Regions from separate parts of the Sus scrofa genome. Here region 2 is linked to region 1. A link is a contact called in public Hi-C data. All regions are on one chromosome and are shown on one strand. The core of a region is the stretch at or near the end of the contact, and the rest is flanking DNA. Distances in the headings are between cores, read along the strand shown.

Region 1 (3,647 bases), core at 1,092-3,591:
AGTGGCTACAGCTCCGATTTGACCCCCAGCCTGGGAACCTCCATATGCCGCGGGAGGGGCCCAAAGAAATAGCAAAAAGACAAAAAAAAAAAAAAAAAAAAAAAAAAAAAAAGAAAGAAAACCACTTGAGCAGACAGATCTATGGAGACCACATAGCCTGGCACATCCTAGATGCCCAATAAATAGTGGCTCTACTTCATCTTGATATTCCAGTCCTGAGTGATCTGAGGGAATTAGCGCTTCCTTCCAGAGCCTCTGATCTGTTTCTTGGGGATCCTTTTCCCTGTGCGGCTTTCCCCCCACCCCTACCCCCACCCCCGGCCCCACTGTATGTGTCTGATATGCCTTGAGAGTTTTCAGGACTATGTCATCTCCCCAACTTTCAACTGAGCCTCTGAAATACACAGCTGCCTGCCTCCACCTTCCACCTCCCAGCCAGCCTCACCTGCTGGGGGCCTGGCTCCTCCCCCTCTGCTTAGTCCCCTCCAAGCACAGGCCCAGACCTTTTTTGGTCACTACCCACCTGCTCCTCTGTCATCAAGCGCTCAGCTACAGGCACTTGCCTCCCCGTTCCCCGCCCCTCGGTGACTTGTCAGGCCTCTCCATGGTTGCTCAGTGACTCTAAAATTTGGCCATTTGAATCCGGATGGGAAGCAAGTTCCCTGGCTTTCATGCCTGGGTCTTTCTGGGAGGGAGCCTTCGGGGAACTCGGACGCTGCGGGTTGAGACCAGTAAATGGGAAGGACCTATGTGGATGTGGCCTCCCTTTTAAGCTCTGACTATTTCTGGGTAACTGGAAGGGGATCCTAGCTGAGGTCCAGCTTTATGCCTGGAGTGATGACAATTTAAGAGCTGGAGGAACTGAGGAAGGGGCTCAAGGCCATTTCTGAAGGCATTTCCAGATACCAAAATCTCTTTCCCTGGCTGGCTGGAAAAGGCCACTATTTGGGGGCTGAGGGAGAAATAGGCTCTTCTCTGGTTGAACCCTGGGAATGATCAGAATCTATTTGTCCCTTGGCAGAGAGGCATTAGATGTCACCCACTACTCCTCCCAATTGCCATCCCTTGAGTCCTCTTTCTCACCATTCCAGCTCAAGCTGAAGGAGGCTTGTTAAAGCCAGACACTCTTCATCCCAAGCCCGGAGCGGGTCAAGAAGCCTGGGGGACTGGGTGAATGACGAAGCCTCAGTTGTGAAACAACCATTTATTGAGGGGCCCTCTGAGGAGCCTAGAGCCTTCCAGAGATGGGAAGGGGCTCTCTGCTGACACCTCCACCCCCCAACCCAGGAAAAACGACGCAATGAATTTTCCAGCAAGATCAGCTCAAACTTGGCTTTGGAAGCACTGAAGCAGTTCTCTAGGTTCATAAACAGTCTGCTACCCCAGCCAGGGACAGACGCTTGCTTGGAGGAGGGAGCACAAGCAGAGGAGCAGAGTGACAGAGAGTATCAGGATGAGAGAGGGGCAGAGAGACCCAGAAAGATCCTGTCCCCCATGTCAAGTGACACAGAAGGGAAAAACAATTCTGGAGGTGGCCCTGAGAAATGCTCAAGGAAGGCAAAGTGGGGTTGGAGGGGGCTGTGATAAGGTGAAGAGGGGAAGGGCAGGAGAAAGATGGCGGGGGCTGGAGGGGGGAGGGGTGTGGTCACCAAGTGGCCAAGGTCCCTGCAGGGTGGAGGCAGACCCCACAGCACTCCCAGACTGGCAGAAGAGGTGAGTGTGGAAGAGGTGAGTGAAGAAGTGGGGGGAGATTTAGAATCTGTGCAGAGGTACCAGGAAAGAAGAGAGTGGGGTAGTGACAGGGCCCCATGTGGGGCCTCAGCGGTTATACGTGCCATGGTTGGCAGTGACAGCTGGGGGGGAGCACGGTCTTTGCACAGGGGGACGGTCTTTGGCAAGGGGGCTCCTACGGGGTCTTCTGCGGGCCTTGGGCCCCAACCTTGGACAGACAGGGGGAAGGGTTCGCTGTAGGGTAAACAGAGAGAAATGGGGGGGATAAGGGGAGGGGCCAAGCGGTGATGGACAGGGAGGGGGCTGGCAGCGCGGGGCCGCGATCGGGGTCACGGCCCGGGCACTCACCGCTCTCCTGCTCGCTGCCCTTCTTGGCGGCGGCGGCGTTGCCCATCGCGGCGGCGGCGGCCGGGGCCGGTCCCGGAGCTGCGGCGCGGCGGGTGCTGGAGGCGGCCCGCGGCCCCGGAGCGCGCTGGGCGGCGGCGGCGGCGGCGGCCCCTGGGGTTGGCTGCGCTGGCTGCGGCGCCGCGACCCCCGCCCAGCCCCTGCTTCCCGCGTCTCTCCGCGCCCGCCCGCCCGGGAACCTCAGCCCAAGTCCGCTGCTGCTGCTGTCCGTGACGCCCCCGCAGCCTGCCGCTCATTGGTCTAGGCCTCCCTGACTGACGGCGCTACGCCGCAGTCCATTGGTCCTCCGCAAACCTCCCGTGCTGCCATAGGATCCCGGCCCCTGACACGCCCCTAGAACGCCCGGCCACTCGCGCGCTTCTGAGGCCTCAGCCGGGCGGGCCGACGCGTCTGATTGGTCCAGCCTCCCGACAGGCTCTGGGGCCCGCCCAGCGAGGCAGTCAATTGGCCAAGGCTGGCTGTCCGGCAAACCCTCGGCCGAACGTTCAGTGTCAATCCCGAGGTGAGAGGGCGGGGCGGAGGCTCAGCCCGCCGCCCGGACCTGACGGGCGGGGCGGCAGGCTGAGCCTCGACCCACCGGGTGGGGGGGCGCGGAGGCTCATCCTGTTGCCTGGACCCGCCGGGCGGGGCGGCCGAGGCTGGCGGGCGGCCGCGCAGCGCTCGGAGCCCCAGGCGGCGGTCCAGGCGGGCGCTCGCCCAGCCCCGTATTCGCCGCAGTCCCCCGCCCCCGCTCAGTGCGGCAGCGGCTGCCGGCCAGCCGAGGTTGGCGCCGCGCCCCCCCCACCCCACCCCGCAACCCCGGCGCAGCCGCTGTCCACCTGCCAGCGGGGGAGGAGAGCAGCAGGCGCCGCGGGTCATAGGTCGCCCGGCCGCCGGCCGTCGTCATTCATAAGGCCTGGCGCAGGATAGCTGCAGGCCCCGGGGCCAGGCTGCGGTCCTCTTGGGTCTCTCTCAGCCACAGCCTGAGCTTCTGGAGGATGCTGGGCTGCAGGAGCAAGGGGATGTTGGGAGGGGGCGCTCACTAGCCATCCTTTTTTACTGGGTCCCCAACTTGGGCTCATGGCAGTGGTGAGCTAGCGCTCATTAAATACGTTATTTCGTACCACACTCCTATCACGTAGGCACTATGATCATCACTCCCATTTTACAGATGAGGAATGGGGCACAGCCAAGATGGGGATTCCCTCTGTCTAGGCAATGCAAAAGGAACGGCCCCTCCTGGAGCAGAGTAGCAAAATTGCCCCTTCCTTAGGGTGCCCTTTTAATATACTGAGGACAGTTTCCCACTGCCACATTTCTGACATTCAGGGCCGGACCAGTCTATGCTGGCGTGGGAGTGAGGAGTGGTCCTGTAGGGTGTTTAGCAGCATCCCCAGTCTGCCACCTGGATGTCAGTAGAACCTTCCTCTCCTCCACCAGCTGTGACAACAAAAGCCACCTCTAGACACTGTTCAGTGTGTCCTGGGGGGCAAAACTGCCCCCAGTTGAGAACCACTGATGTAGAGGAAGGC
Region 2 (3,590 bases), core at 723-3,222, 220 kb before region 1:
GAGGGGGCAGAGCTGCCTGTGGGGCCCCAGGGGAAGATTTGGGGTGGCACAGAATTCCCCGACTCAGGGCGGGGCTCAGAGGGGGTGGGGCACTCGCCACAAGTCCTTCTGAGCAGCTACAAACAGGGGAATGAAGTTCCCAGAGTCCAGGGTCTTCCTATGTCGACACACACACACATCATTCCAGAAGTATAAAGTGACCAAATTACAATGGGACACCCCTTCCGCATCACCCCTCTAGAAAACCCCCTTCATATCCCAGGACAAAGTCTCCTATCTGGAATCACCCTCCTCTTGTTATTAGTCCAATCAGGCATATGTTTAGAGGAAAGTGCCTCCTCCAAGCTGACCTCCAGGGATACCTGTGCCTCGCGCCCTGAGCCCACCCCTGTAAGCCATTCTGCTATTTCCCTGCATGTAGCTTGGACCACCTCAGTTCACTTAGCATTCCTCAGCCCAAGCCTGGAGGGTCCTCCTGGTGCTCTTGGCCCTCCATCTGGATCCCCAAAATTTGCCCCCACACACCCTGGTCCTGAGCTGGCCAATATACCCAGGGACAGCAGCCAAGAGGGATCAGAGCTCTCCAAACTGGCCAACTGATTCTTTGTAATGGCGGGGAGGGGTGAGAAGACAGGGCCAGGGTGAAGCCAGGCCAAGCGGTCAAGTGGCACAGGCCATACACACACACACACACACACACACACACACACACCCATTTGTTCATTCTTCAAATGTTCATCGAGTGCCTGCTGTGTGCCAGGTGCTGTTCTGGACACTGGAGATGCAGCAGAGAACAAGCCAGAAAAAAAAAAGCCCTCATGGGGCCCACATCAATGGGGGAAATACACACAGTAAACAGCTATAAAGATATATAGCCTATAGAGCTTGTTGAGTGGTACGTGTTGTGGGAATAGAATAGAAAGAGGCCAAGGAGATGAGGGGTAATGGGGTAGGGGCCAGGTCAAGAAAGGCTACCCTGAGGAAGGGGTGACATTTGAACATAGACTTATAGGAGATGAAGGAGAAACCAAGCCACATCTTCTTCTGGAGGAAGGAGTTCCAGGTGGAGAGGGAACGGCCAGTGCAAAGGCCCTGAGGCAGGACATTTCTGGAATATCTGAGAAGCATCAAGGAGACCAATACGATGGAGGGGGGAAGGAGCAGCATGGAAGAACCGAGTTTCAAATTTTTGCTCCCCAACTTCTTGCTGGATGTCTTTGGCTAAATGGTCACACCCCTCTGAGCTTCGGTTTCTTTCTCTGTAAAATGGACCTGAAAATGTGCCTTGTGTAGCTATTACGAGATTCTGAGATGAGATGTGCAATGTCCTGGCCCAGGGCCTGAGGCCGAGTAGAGGCTGGATAAGCATGTACATGTGGGTACAGCAGGTTTATCACCACACAGACCTGGGGTGGGGAAGCTAGGTTAAGGGACCCTGACAGACCCAGTTGCCCTGTAGGTCACCAGGGCTCATAGGCCGGGCGCCCGCCGGGCCCCATGGCAACACTGCACACAGAGACATCAAACAGGCCCTGCCGAGGAAGTCCCACGTCACTGTGGTTAGGGTGGCTCCTCCCAGCCCAGCCCCCGGCTGGCGCTGTGCTCTTCCTTGCCAGTCAGGGCCCCTGCCTCCCATCACCCTGGTGACATGCTGTGTTATGGACTGAGCAGAGATCCCACCACCTGCCTCCTCGGGAGGGCACCAGCCACTCCCCACATCCCGCAAAGGACATTATGCGGTAGCCCCAGTTCACTGCCACTAACTCTTTCATTTCACTGCCCCAAACTGGGGCTGGGAGCACCAGGAAAGCCCTTGCCTACCCACCTACCGTTCAGAAGGACCTAGAGGTTCTAGGGGATCAGTGGGGACCCCCAGTCAGGTGCCTGAAATCCCCAGGGCAGGGTCTGTCCAGGTGTTGCTCCTGGGCACTGGTGGGGTGAGTCAGATAGGAATAGCCCCCAGGCCTGGCCCAGCCCCCACCTGGGGACTGACTCACCACCCACCCAGAACCGGATGACATCAGAGCCTGGCCGGCCACCCTCACTTGGCACTGGGCCAGAATGGGGGCGCCCAAGAGGTGTCACATCTGGCTGCCCTCTCCCCTCTGATCGGGACCCGGCAGGCGCAGGGTTAAGGAGGGGCCCTCCTGGGGGTCTCCCCCCAATCCCATCTCCCCCTTTTCTCGGGGATTTCGGGCCCCAGCCCCTCTGACGTCACTGGGGGTTGCTATGGCAACTGGCCGAAGTTCCCAAATAAAATTACCGCGGGCGGGTTAAGTTTCCTAGGAGGCAGCCGACGGGTAAACAATGGCGGTGGCAGGCGGGGCCGGCGAGGGGCAGTCTCCCCCTCCCACCCCTCAGTCTGCTGGGACCCGGGGGTCCCCAGGGCGAGGAACTTGGTCCCCTCCACGCCCGGCCCCGAGAGCTCGTGAGCAACAGGGGACCTGGTGCGCAGATGGGGGACAGCGAGGCCACCGCCGAGATTGGGGGAGCCATGGGGGTGAGGGGGACCTCAGAAGGGAGGCTGGGTTGGCGGAGAACAAAGGGGGGACCTGAGGCCTGGGATCCTCCTTCTGCACACCCTGCCTCCCCCGCCCCGCCCCCGGCCGGCCGCCAGTCCAGCTGTGGCTGCTCCCAGCTGCCTGGCTCCCCACATCTGGCGGGCCGCGCACTCACTTCCTGTCGCCCCGGCTGCCTGGAGGGAGGTAAAAATAACCCTCCCCCTCCCCCTGCCGGCGGGAGCAGACGGCGGATCCTCCCGGCTTGGAGGAGGGAGAGGTCGAGCCGCCTCCTGGGAGAGGAGCACCCCCTCCCGCCGCCGCCCCCCCCCCAGGCAGACTCCCGTCCCGCCCACTGCCTCGGTGTCCTGGGAGGAGGGGCGCAAGTGGGGTGGTACAGATCCCAGGCTGCAAGGGGGGATGCTGGGGAATCTACTGCATTAGGAAGGGCTTTACCTGGGCCACCAGAAACCAAGGGAACCCTGGCGTCCAAGTTCCGCCGTGGAGGGAGTGGGGTGCCAGCTCTAATGTCTAGTGAACTGTAACCAACATGCCTAGGTTCCAATGGGGGTTTGTCACTCACTAACTATAAACAAGACACCAAAACAAAGCAAAACCAAAAAAACCCTCTCTGGGTCTCAGTTTACCTATCTGTAGAATAGAGATAATAGTAGTAGCCACTTCAAAGTATGTTTGCTCCATCATTTTATCTATTATCATTTTCCCATCCCAAGCCCCCCCCCCACACACACATCCTGGAGACCCTCAAGTACTGCCAGTTAAAAATACAGAACATTCCGAGTAGCCCTCATGGCCAGCTGAAATGAATAGGACTAGGAACCATGAGGTTGAAGGTTTGATCCTTGGCCTCACTCAGCTCCGTGGATCCCACGTGCGTTGTGGTGAGCTGTGGTGTGAGTCACAGACACAGCTCGGATCCTGTGTTGCTGTGGCTGTGGCTGGCAGCTGTAGCTCCAATTAGACTCCTAGCCTGGGAACCTCCATATACAGCGGGTGCGGCCCTAAAAAGCAAGAAAAAAAAAAAAATACAGAACACTCAGTTAAATTTGATTTTCAGATAAACAATGAATC

The links. A called contact is a pair of places that touch in the nucleus more often than the background predicts.
Region 2: a Hi-C map of heart right ventricle shows a contact between it and region 1, with 1.9 times the contacts expected there. The contact joins the enhancer-like site here to the promoter of PRKACA in region 1. A contact is called at or near these places in 2 of 47 Hi-C or Micro-C datasets (embryonic fibroblasts and heart right ventricle) and 1 of 2 datasets of contacts at active chromatin or transcription factors (alveolar macrophages).

Annotation. Positions count from the first base shown.
Region 1 is chr2:65,073,570-65,077,216 of Sscrofa11.1, reverse strand. It overlaps PRKACA (cAMP-dependent protein kinase catalytic subunit alpha), which reads right to left and starts at 2,341. Exons shown (of 10, transcript XM_003123353.4): 1 at 2,080-2,341. The coding sequence starts at 2,125.
Region 2 is chr2:65,297,868-65,301,457 of Sscrofa11.1, reverse strand. No RefSeq gene overlaps it. Among named protein-coding and RNA genes, the nearest start is that of MIR23A, 8.5 kb to the left of the region's middle. Within about 2 kb of position 1,972, at least 66 of the 83 cell types and tissues checked have an H3K27ac peak or open chromatin away from gene starts, as enhancers often do. A contact at or near this core is called in alveolar macrophages and embryonic fibroblasts, where this site is marked.